Linked DNA regions of Hordeum vulgare: region 2 is linked to region 1. Evidence: chromatin contacts called from public Hi-C data. All regions are on one chromosome and are shown on one strand. The core of a region is the stretch at or near the end of the contact, and the rest is flanking DNA. Distances in the headings are between cores, read along the strand shown. Region 1 holds the start of LOC123403155. Region 2 holds the start of LOC123402033.

Evidence for each region. Hi-C and Micro-C count contacts between places; a contact is called where the count stands out from the background.
Region 2: a Hi-C map of seedling shows a contact between it and region 1, with 2.6 times the contacts expected there. The contact joins the promoter of LOC123402033 here to the promoter of LOC123403155 in region 1. A contact is called at or near these places in 4 of 6 Hi-C or Micro-C datasets (leaf, seedling and an unstated tissue).

The regions. Positions count from the first base shown.
Region 1 is chr6H:345,955,226-345,961,483 of MorexV3_pseudomolecules_assembly, reverse strand. LOC123403155 reads left to right here and starts at 1,284. Exons shown (of 4, transcript XM_045097117.1): 1 at 1,284-1,434; 2 at 2,548-2,838; 3 at 3,386-3,622; 4 at 4,588-5,238. The coding sequence starts at 2,590. The coding sequence ends at 4,863.
Region 2 is chr6H:346,157,796-346,164,141 of MorexV3_pseudomolecules_assembly, reverse strand. LOC123402033 reads left to right here and starts at 4,161. Exons shown (of 3, transcript XM_045095891.1): 1 at 4,161-4,643; 2 at 5,327-5,401. The coding sequence starts at 4,448.

The DNA.
Region 1 (6,258 bases), core at 35-2,534:
AGAAAAGTTCAAAATCTAAACAACTTATGTGTTTGAACAAAAAAGGAAAAAGTAAATAATCGCACAAAACTGGAAAGAAATGGTGCAGAAAACTAAAATGAAAAAGAGAAACAAAATATTTGCCCTGAAGCTTCCAGAATCTTCTCAAGACCAGGACAGACTTCTCGCATAAAATGTTAGATGGGCCGACCCATTGTGATCAGCTTCACTTGCCACGTACCATTAATAGTTGTAAGTAGCGCTGAACGAGATCAACTGGTTAACGCCTCCTAGTAAGTATTCCCACGCACCAACTTGACATGTTTTTAGTCGCCGTCACATGTCGCCTTCTAAGTGTTTCTTCTGGATTTTGGTTTATTTATTTTTTAGATGCGTTTTTGGCTTTTTAGATTGATTTTTTTAATTTTTTTTATGTTTTCATTTTTCATCAGTCTTTCTTAGTTTTCCGACAAAAAATGCATGAAAACAACATTTTCTGTTTTGTTGCAAGAGCCACGATTTTGCTTCGCGAGAGACACGACCGTGTCTTTCGGAAACAAAAAAAAATTATTTTTTTGCTTTTTTTGCGAGAGGCACAGTTTTTGCTTCCGCGAGAGGCATAGTATTGCCTTCGCGAGAGGCACAGCCGTGCCTCTTGAAAAGGAAAAAAAATGTTTTTCTGTTTTTTTTCACGCGAGGCACGGGTATGTCTCCACGAGAGACACAATTTTATCTTTGTGAGAGGGAGGAAAACGTGTTTTTTTTACGAGAGGCACGGTTTCACCTTCGTGAGAGGCACACCTCTTGAAAAGGAAAAAAATGAAGAAATATGCGCTTTCTGTTTTTTACCTATCACGAGAGTCGCGGTTCCTTTGCTCCGGTTCTTTCGCGAAAAAAAATTCTTCAAAATCTATTAATATTAAATATAGTTTTGAAGATCTCGACGTAAAAAATCCAACGGTGAAAATGGTTTGAGTTTTGGACGAACGATTTAGGAGAGATAAAACGTGTTGAAAATATGAATCTAAGAAAAATAGAAAAACCTTCAGATGGCAATGAATGACACGTATGCAGTGACTCGCAACTAAAAAATGGAAATGGCTTTTGAAAGATATACTCCTCAATTAGTGATTTCACGCTGAAGGTACTTGTGCATGGCATAGCCGTAGGAAGCAATCTGCTAGGTCAGAGAATATAAGTGGCGCTGAAGGTGTCAAATAGGCCCGTACTTGGCCCGACTACGCCTAAAAAAAAAACACTTCCCGACCCGAGTGGTAAAAAGAAAAGAAAAAAACTTCCCTTCCCGAGCCGAGTACGAGGACCCCAATCCAAATCGCCTCTTTCCCTTCTTCTTCCCCGTCCCATCTTCTCCTCCCCCTCGTACGCGGAAACCCCGCCACGCCTCCACCCACCGCCGGGGTCCAGCCTTCCTCTTCCGCCGCCGTGACGCTCGAGGTAAGCGACCGTGACGCTACTCCGCCTCCCCCGTTTTCCTCTCGCGTATTCACATGATCCGTGACCCCCTCGCCTTCGGCGTTCGCGTGCTCCCGTGCGCTCGTGTACGTTTGGTTTGCCCGTCTCACGGTCGTAGTGTTCGTGCGCCTAGCGGCACCTTCCACTTTTTCTTATGCTCGGTTAGGGTTCGTTAGGATGTTCTGCCCTGCGCTGTGGTTCACCCCCTGGTACCTGATCGTACAAATCGCCGCGGAGATGGGGAAAGGCGTGGTCGGCCTCTACCCTTATCTGAGCCCAACACACTGTTTCTTACCGCCAATTCCGACACCCTTCCTGGCCAGCGGCGTTTTCGCATGTGATTTGTGACGGAGTTCCCGGAGAAGGTTCATTCTGTTGTATGGGAGGGACGGGAGAATCATTGTAGCTGTGTGTCCTGTAGCTTTAATCGTTCCGACGCAGAATTTTATCCATTTAACCTGTGGTTTTCCATAAGTTGGTTTGAGCATGAGCAAGCTAGTGCATGTTTAGTTGTGAATTCCGTATTAAATGATTGGCATTTGGCATTATATACTCATAATAGGATTATTTGAGACGTGAGATTGTGGGAATCACGCTAAGGCTGCGCTTGGAAGTGGTGTAATCTAATACAGACGTATTTATTTTGCACTTCTATGTTACCGGCCATGAGCAGATTTTCAGCGGGAAACAAAACGATGGGCAGAGATCTGTATTTTTACAGGGATATCTGAGACGAAAACGGTAATCCAAACAAGGCCTAAATATTTCCTCCAGGTGGTTATTAATATTAAACCACAAGGGAGCATCGTACACATATGCTTTTATTTACCATCTGCAGAAGAGGAATTGTCTTGTTCAAGATTATCTGATGAAATTGAAGCTGTCAGAATAGATTGACAACCTTGATGTATTTCCACTTTACTTCTTATTTGAATATGTTTCCACTTGTACGATTGAACTATGGTGAATACAAGAACATGGATTGGTTTATTGCTCCTACTTCATTTACTGTTCCGTACTTGTTTTTTGCTTCTGATGGATAAAACCCATCTTCGTGTATTCAAGAAATATCTCATGCTCGCTGTAAATCTACAGGTTTGCCCCTGGTGAATTCGGCGATTCAAGCAAAAGAAAACCATGAGCTACTTCCAAGCTACAACTTGCAAGCCTCATACTGGGCTCATTGTGGACAGACCCATAACGGGTCTTGGGAAGACCTGCAGATTACTACCTGTCCCCCAGTATTCCATACGGTCACATCCTCTCGGATTTCGCAAGCTTGATAAGCATATCTACCCACGACTTGTTCTTGTTGCTGCTAGCCACACAAGGCTTACTCCTGTATGTGCCTCAAGTGGAAAAGGGAACCCTGAGCTTGACAATGATGTAAGCATATTCCATGTCTCTATGCTTGATTATGCATGACGGGAGTATGTGCCTGAACCCATAAAATAGTCATGAATGCTATTGTTCTTTTTAACGAACTAACATGTCTGTCATTATTTGTTTCAACCTTGCTCCACCTTCTCCCAAAACATGATCATGGCATGCTCCTGGAACTAAGATATTTAACTCGTGTGATCTGGGTTGGTCGAAAGGCTATTTTTCCTTGTGTCTGATATTTCTCTGTTGACAAAAAAAATGATGATTGCTTTTTTTATCAGAATAGAGCATATGTGAGACCATCAAGTTATTGAAACAGGCACAGTTTTGTATTCATACTCAATATTCTGGGTTTCTAATTAGGTGCATGGTCTGGCTTGGTCATAGAAGTAAAAGTTAGCTGCATGGAGCAAAAATAGGGTTCTATTTTCTCAATTTATGATGCACTGGATGATTTGTGCTGGAAAGGTGCACGTACATACATTTGATTTGGTTTCTATTAGGAGTGTGGTAGGACAGTCTGCTTAACTTGTTTGTTGCCTTGTTACAGCCCTTTATGGATCATTTGAAGAAGGCTATGGCTGATGCAAAAAAGCCACGACCCATACAAGATGTGTTGAAAGAGAAATTTAGCAAGCTGAGAGAACAAGCATCTGGTGGAGGTGGAGGGAATGGAAACAGGCGTGGAGGCAATGGTGGTTCCGGTGGCCCAGAAGATGAATCATTCAAGGAATCATTGGATGAAGTAGTCCAAGTTATCTTAGCAACTGTTGCTTTTATACTTGTGGTAACTATCACTGCTTTCTTGTTGTGTTTATCCTTTCTTTCAGAATGCTATTTCTTTCCATCTACTGCTCCTGATTTGTAAACTGTAGTGTAGCTCCACTTTCTAGTTATGTTATAATGATTGATGGCTATTCAGCAAATAATTAGGTCACACTTTTGGAAATTTCTTGTTATATAGTTAGTTTTTAGTAGAATAACCATGCCATCTAGCATTTTCCTTGTAATTAGAGCCAGCCTTGGACCATTTGTACCAAAATAGTTTTCTCTGAGTATGTTTTAGTCATCAAGTGCTGTATGTTGACGGATACTCCCTCCGTCCCATAGTGTAAGACATTAAATGGCACTACACTAGTGTCAAAAAACGTCGTGCATTATAGGACAGAGGTAGTAGTTTATTGCTGGTCGCTGTTTGGTTCAGGTTGTATTGAAAGATTTTAGTTCATTGCCAGTTGTCTGCTTGGTTCAGGTTGAAACATTTTGGTTCATTGCTGGTCGTTTGCTTGGTTCGGTTTGTATTGAAAGGTTTAAATCATTGCTGGTCGCTGTTTGGTTCGGGTTGTATTGAAAGATTTTAGTTCTTTGCCAGTCGTCTGGTTGGTTCAGGTTGGAATATTTTGGTTCATTGCCGGTCGCTTGCTTGGTTAAGGTTGTATTGAAATGTTTAGTTCATTGCTGGTCGCTGTTTGGTTCTGCTTGTATTGAAAGATTTTAGTTTATTGCTTGTTGCTTACTTGGTCCGGGTTATAGTGAAAGATTGTGTGGTAGTTAAGTAGTGCATACCATGTGCTTATGAAGTAATTTTCTTCCCTATGAATAGGTTGCATCCTCCACATGCAATATGGGAATAACAAGTGATTTATATACCTGTACAAAATCTCAGTTGTGTATTTGTGCTTAGTTTGATCCTTAACATTAAGCACTCATGACTTTAATCTAAATCACTTATATTTTGTGTAATGGTTGCAGTACATCCATATTATCAGAGGGGAGGAGCTGTACCGCCTTGCGAGGGACTACACTAGATATCTGGTTACCGGTAAGCGAACTGCCCGGCTGAAGCGCTCCATGCAACAATGGCGCAGTTTCTCAGAGAAATTCACACAAAACGAGGGCTCTCAGGAAGAGCGGTATGAAAGGCCAACCACTTCGGAACCAATGTGGTGGCAACAGCCTCAAAAGTTTGTTCATCTTATGGAGGAGCTTTGCAGAGGGAATTGGCGTCCACATGCACAGAAGTCTTAGTTCTGGCGTTCCACTGTCCTTTTTTGACACTTGAAAGAATATGATGGGTGTGTAGGTGAGATGGGTACCGGTTGCTTGGCTGGCGTAAAGGTTTTACATGGATGGAGTTTCTTGATGGGGCAGATGGTGTTGTTCTTTGTTCTTTAGCGTGTATTTTTGTCTCTGGTTTGTTAAGTATTTTAATGTGGGCATAAGTAAGTTGTTGGAAATTTTGTAGTGGAAGGGACCGAATATTCCTTATTTATGATGGTTAGCCTGCTTATCAGATGTAGGTGATGGCTGGTTGCCTATTTTGCGATAGATTGGAACTGTAAAAGCCATATGAGAAAACCAATGTGGCTAAATTGAAGATTGCTTTAAGCACTTGCCCTTGGATGTCATGGCCATCCTTTGCATTGGTTTACAATCCTCTAATACAAGAAAAGAACATGGAAGAATAGTACCACTGTGCAATGAATATCATGAGCCAATGTTTCATGACCAGTTAATAAGTTTCCGCCGTCGTGCATTCTATCTGTTTCATGACCAGTTAATAAGTTTCCGCCGTCGTGCATTCTATCTGTTTCTTGCGCTCTTGCTGCTGTCAACTACTCCATTTGTTTTTAAATATAAACTTTTTAAAAGATTTTAATATGAACTACATACTGATGTATATATTTTAGCGTGTAAATTCACTTATTTTGATCCATGTGTAGTCTTTATTGAAATACCTAAAAACGCTTATATTTATGAATGGTGGTACTCCCTCCGTCACGGTTTAGAAGGCGTGCATGAAAATTCTCTAGAACCTAAGTGGTTATTGATTGGCTGTGAAATGAGTTAAAAAATATTAATCACACTACGCATGCATATACTCCCTCCGTCAGAGTTTATAAGGCGTGCACGTGTACCTAGGTCATCAATTTGACTTATATAAAATATATTGTTTAACATAAAAAATATATCATTAAAAAATATAACATCTAAAATTTCTAATGATATATTTTTTGTAATATATGTCTCTCATTAAGTTGGTCAAATTGACGACCTAGATACACGTGCCGGACTTATAAACTGAAACGGAGGGAGTAGAAGTAGTATAATGGAATACTAATTAGTTGTCGGAGTAAGGGGGTGTTTGTTTCCAGGGACTTTTTGGTGTAGGGACTAAAAAAAGTCTATTTTAGTCCCATGTGAAACAAACAGGAGGGATTTTTAGGGACTAAAAGGGGGTATTTTTGTGACTAAAGGAAGAAGTCCCTATGGAAGGGTCTTTTTGGGACTTTTTTGGCACTTTTTTGGCACTTTTTTCAACACTACCCCTACTTTTAACATGTCATTTAATAACTTCTAGTATATTACTAGGGGTAACATGATCTTTTTGCATGTCATTTTATGACCTCTAGTCCTTGTTTA
Region 2 (6,346 bases), core at 2,912-5,411, 200 kb before region 1:
GAATTGTGAGCAAATTTTGAAACAAGAAAACATTTGAAATTCACGGAAAAATTATAAAATTGTGAACAAATTTTGAAACCGCAAACATTTTTCATATTTTGGACAAATTTTGAAACATGAACAAATTTCAAATTCATGAACAAAATTATAGAATTATGAATATTTTTGAAATTGCGAACTAATTGAAAAACTGAAAATATTTTTGAATTGTGAACAAATTTTGAAACCTTGAACACTTTTGAATTGTGAACAAATTTTAAATATTTCAATATTTGAAAGAAACACAAAGATTTTTTCATATTACTATACTTTTTTAGAAAGAAGAACATTGTTTTAAATTTGTGAATATTTTGGATAGTGATGAATAATATTTTAAAACAAGAACATATTTTGCAAGCGTAAACATTTTTTCAAATCCTCAACATATTTGAAAACATGAATAATTTTTTGGAAGGCAAACATTTTAAGACAATTGTGTATAATTGTTAAAACAACATGAACATATAAAAAAATAGTTGGAAAATGAAAACTGAAAGAAAAAGAAATAGGAAGGAATAAAATAAAACATTATTTCTTTCGTAAAAACATTTCTAAAAGAAAAAACCATTTTTTGATTTTGAAGAACAATTTATGAAAAGTCTAGATCATTTTCTTAAAAAAACATATTTCATTTTTAAGAACATATAATGAAAATCTCAAACATTTTTCAAAAAATACAAAACATTTTTTGAAAACCCACAACATTTTTTCAAAATCTAGAACATTTTTGAAAATCTAAATTTTTTTGAAATGCAAAAACATTTTTTGAATTTGAAGAATTATTTTTTAAAATCCCAAACATTTTTTTAAAATCCAGATTTTTTTCTGAAAATGCAGAACATATTTGGAACTAGAAACAGAAAAGAACAAATAAAAAAGAAAAAAAAACGTGTTCAGGAACCTTCTAGAAGTTTCTCCAAACCAGAAATGAAACCTCTAGAAGGTTCCTAATACCGGGGCTCTCGAACAGTTATATGGACCGGCCGGTTGTGTTGCTGCTCGGTTGCGTGTGCGAAGCACCGACAACTTGATGCAATGGACGACAAATAACATATTTCATGGATTAGATCTTTTGAAAAAAAATCTAGAACAGGAATAGAAGCTCAAATAAAAATTAAAAGAAGTTCCAAAATACAAATACACATAATTTAAAATGTCAAATTCCACAAATACAAAATCCAACTAAAAGTAAAGAACAAAACCAAAAGTTTAATTTTGGTTGGTGTTTAATAAAATTAAACCCTCAAATTTATAATAACTCAATTTAATCAGATAAAACAAAACTAAATTTTCTAGTCCTACTTTTTAAAAATCTTTTTCTAAACATTCCGAACAAAGGCATGTTACACACATGCTGAAAGGTATGATAGCAGATAGTTTGATAGTAGGATAATTTGTATCAAGTAATTAGAGCATCTCCAAGAGCCGCGCGATATAAGCGTCGTGCTGGAAAAATATGTTTTTTGCACGCGCACAGCCGCTCCAGCGTAGGCTCAAAAACCGCGCACGCGGCATAAGGGTTCAGCATGCGGGGCGAAACGGCATCGCACGCCGCTTATTTCATGCGCGCGCTCCAGCGTGGTGCACACTCAAACGCGTGCGTCGCACCCTCTTCGACCGCGTCGCCACCGACAAATTCGCTCGATGGACGGCCGCACCGGCACCCCCCCTCACCCCTCACTACACCCGCGACCCCGTCGTCGTTGTCGTCGCCGCCGCCGGCGCAAACCCTAGCGCTGGGAGCTTTGGTTTCGCCTTCGTCGGTGCTCCTCCAACCACCGGTCTCGCGCGCGGCCTTTTCATGGTGCCACAGACAACCTCGGCGGCGGGTGGCGTCGCGCCGGCGCCCGCCATGAAGCCACGTGACCCCACTCGAAGCTCCCAAATGCGGCGGTGGCGAAGACGGGCAAGGTGTCCAAGAAGAAGAACAAGGTGGTGGACGGCTCCTCTAGACGACCGAAGAAGAGACTTGCAGGGCGTGCGACGGATGCGGCGGCGACCGAAGCGCCGACGAGCTCGCTTGCTGCGTCGGCGGTCGATGCGCACAAGGTGGTCATTGAAATGCCCACAAGGTAAAATTTTGCCCACTTTTTTCGTTGTTGTTTTTCGAATGGATACATATGGATAGCTTATTTGTTTTTTGTATATCCTTTGTAGTTTTAATGATGAGACATATATGTCAACTATGGGTGTTGGCTCCAACAATTCTCATTGATCTCAAACCAATGAGGTGCATTTTTATGATCATGAGTTTGAGGTAGACGAGGATGGTGAGGTTATCTTTGATGCACCGAAAGAAAGAGCGGGCAACTACACCATGGACAAACACATCTTGCTATGCAATACATGGTTGCAAGTGTCTAGGGATGCCACCGTTGGAGGGGACCAAAGTAGAGATGCATATTGGATCCGTATGAAGGAGCACTTTGATTTGCACAACAAATAGGAATTGACCGGTCAGAAAGATCTCTTTGCTTCCGGTGGTTGACAACCAACAAAGATTGTCAAAGGTGGGCGGCTGCACTTAAGGTAGTTGACACGTTAAACCCAAGTGCCACTAATGATAGAGATAGGGTAAGTGCCATTTCTTTCACGGTTCTTCCATGTTCATGTCTCTTCTTTGTTCATGCTTCTTCTTTAGTGTTTCAAGTGCTAACTTGTTCTTTTGTTTGTAGCTCACTATTGCACAAAACATATTTCAAGGAGAGGAGAAGAAGACCAAAAAAGGAAAGAACAAGAAAGGGTGGCCATTTACCTTGCCCCATTGCTATGATGCGTTGAAGCATGATGAGAAATGGAAGCCCCGTGAAGGTGCCAATGAGGAGAGCAACACACACAAGCAAACTATTGATTTGGATGATGACGAGGAGGAGGCATCAAGTGATGGCGGCAAGAGAAGCCCTACACCAAACTTGGTTGCCTACTCGAAGCCAAAAGACCAAATGGAGGCAAGAAAGACGCAAAAGAAAAGAAGAAGAGGAAAGGAGATGATGAGCTAAAACATGACATGGAAGCTATTGTGAACGCAAGGAAGGAAGCGACGAGGTGAGGAAGATGGCAAGGAAGCAAGATGCGGCGGCCGAGGAGAGGAGGTTGGCGGCCGAGGAGAGGAGGGTGGCGGTCGAGGAGAGGAAGGTGGCATTGGAGGAGAAGATATTGGCCATGCAGGAGCGAACTAGATTGTTGGAACGGGAGAAGTACTTGATCTTTATGGACACATCTACCCTCGATGAGAAGCAAAAGGAGTACGTCAATCTTGCCCATGAAGAAGTCTTGGTCAAAAAAAGAGTCATGACCATGGGAGGCATGGGAGCTCCTATGGACGGCATGAGTGGCATGGGCCGTGTGACATCTCCGGATTAGGCTACAGGTTGTAATCAAGCTACAGTAATCACACCCTAATGGTGCCATGTTATCAAGATTAGCTAAGATAAATTGCCACTTGATAAAAACCAAAACTAAATTCAAATTAAAATTAAAGTCAAATAAATTATTTCTTCAAACTATAAAATAAAAATCATGAATGAGTTGCAAATAATCCACTGGTGTTTCTAAAATTTGAACCACCATTTTTGTGAGTAATTAAAGCCCTTAAAACAATTAAAACATAAGACAAACAATAATTTTAATGCCCTTTTTAAATCATATAAATTTCCAAACCACTTTAAATAAATGTCAAACTTTTTATGGCAGTGTCTAAAAATGTAATATAGATAATGGACCGAGTTCTATATTTTTAAAAAAGATTACTCTTACTAAAATATATAAAACAGAAATAAAATAAAATAAAAAAGCAAAAATAAAAACATAAAAAAAGGGGAGAAAAGAAGCCCCTTCCCCCTTGGGCCGAAACCCAGCCTGGCCTCCCCAATCGGTCGGCCCGATCGGCCCACCCTGGGCCCTATACCCTCATCCCACCGACAATCCACCGCTGTCGCCCCACTCCCCCCTCTCCTCTCACTCCCCTATCCCCCTCGCCCCGACTGGATTGGGAGAACGTCCGCGCCGCCAACCTTCCTCGCCGGCCATCGCGCCCCTCCGCTGGATCCTCCTCACCGCCGGCCTCCCCCGCCTCCCCCCCGAGCCTGCTGCTACTCCCCTCCATACGGGGGTGAGTTGCTCCCTCCTTCCCTCCCCACTTCTCTTTCCCCCTTGGTCCGATTGTCGTGCGCACCCTATCCTTCGGCACCACTCCGGCGGCCCCTCCCCCTCGCCGCACCCTCCCCCCCACCGCAAGCTTGCCCGCCTTCGCCCCACTGCGGCACGCTGCTCCCCGCGCCGCCCGCTGCGCCGCTCGCCCCACGCCCAAGTCGTTGGCCTCCGCGGCTGCCCTGCACTGCGTGTGCCGCGCCCACGTCCTCCCGCACGCGGCCTCGCCCTGGCCAGGCGTCGGTGGCGCTCGTCGCTTATGCCCCCTTCGCCACCTACACCTCCAACCGCGCCCCTGCGCTGCGTCCGCCACCGCTCCCCACTGTGCCCCGGCCAGCGCATGGGCCTTCCCCTCTCCTCGGCGGCTGCTACTGATGCTGCCGGTCATGGCCAAAGCCATGGTCAAGGCAACCCAGCACGCGCGCGTGTGAGTGTGTGGCCGGTGCCACTACCAGGTGGGTCGGCCCTTGTTTAGATTCAGACTACTTTAGTTTAGGACTAATTAAAATACTTTAGTTAATTAGCCCGTGCACTAATTGGTGGCACCACCTAATTAACCTAATAATTAAATTAAATTAAATAATTTAATTAGTTTAAAGTTAATGACCCACTCATGCGTGGGGCCCTCTTAGTTAATTAGATGTTTTAATTAAATCAAACAACCCTGTATTTATGACAGATGGGCCCCACAGGTTAGTCTGACCATTGAGGAGTCATGTTGACTGCTGACATCATAGTGAGGTCATACTGATGTCATTTTAGTATTTTCTAATTGAACAAATATGTTAATTCCTAAAAAATAATAAAACTTTAAAAATTAATATAAAATAATCTGTAGTCAATGAAAATAATTTATATATGAAAGTTGATCAGAAAAATCACAAAATCTGAATACGCTATCCTTTCATTTGTCACATGCTCCTAGCATGATGAACATAGAACTTTCCTCCCCGATTTATCCTTGTGGTAGTAGCCACAAACCGAAGATATATCGTCAACTATTTTCCCGCTCCATCCATTACGTGTAATACTGTGTTAGCTCATACCTAGCGTCGCATATAGCCATGTCATGCTTTGTGATGCAATTGATTGCTCTATTATTTATAATGTTTCACCTATATTACTTCCTTTCCGGTAGACCCCAAGACCGATGATGATCCGGTGATTGACTTCTTCCTGGTCGAGGATCCGTTTTTGTCTGTAGAGCAACCAGGCAAGCAAACCCCCCTTGATCATTCCTATATCGCCTATTATTTCTTCCTCATGCTTGTATTAGATTTTTCTACTGTTGTAGATAGCTCCTATTCTGATGCATAACCTGTTTTTGATGAACTGCTACTTTATTTTACTGCACTTTAAACTGTTTAGTATAGGTGGAGCAGTGATCACCATTTACCCCTTAGTCCAGTTGCCCGCTTTATCACCAAATCTCGATCTACTGATCGACGAGCCAAGACCCTTCACATCACTCACACCCCCTAAGTCGTACGACGCTGCAGAGCTACTATCAAGTACCGAGGGTGACACCTCATTACGTACTCCGATGTTAGCGTTGTAGTGTAGTTGACTGGCGATGGTTCTCGGAAGGTGATTCCTCCTTCACCACCTTCGATAACGACTCTGTCGTACAACCCATCAAACGTGGTCCATTGAGGGTGATTCCTCCCTAGCCACCTTGATGGTTACATCATTCAGAATCCATCGATGGTGATACCTCGGATCCCTCTGATGTTACAGGCGCACAATTACTTGACCTTGCTACTGGGAAAATGATGAGGTGTGTTGCGGGTGGATTCCCGCGTAAATGTGACGGGGCGTGGCCGGGCATTCTAGGCCCTTGCCACACATCCTATAGACGGGGTGATGGGACCACATATCGTGGATTGCTGATTGTCGCTGCAGTGTTAATGCAAATGCTAAAGAGATTTGGGTATTTGATGTGAGTTGGTCGGGAGACCTTTTCGCGCTAACCTTCACCTGTGATAAGTTATGGGTACTCGACGTCGTGGTATCAGCTGAATCTCTTCAGACGTCAGCAACGGAGCTACGCGTGCCCGAGTGGCCGATATAAGCATCGTTCTTGTATAAGAGGTGCCATGACTGACATTGGACGCCCTTGCATCATGCAGGAGCGCAAAGGGTGATAGGCACATGACCC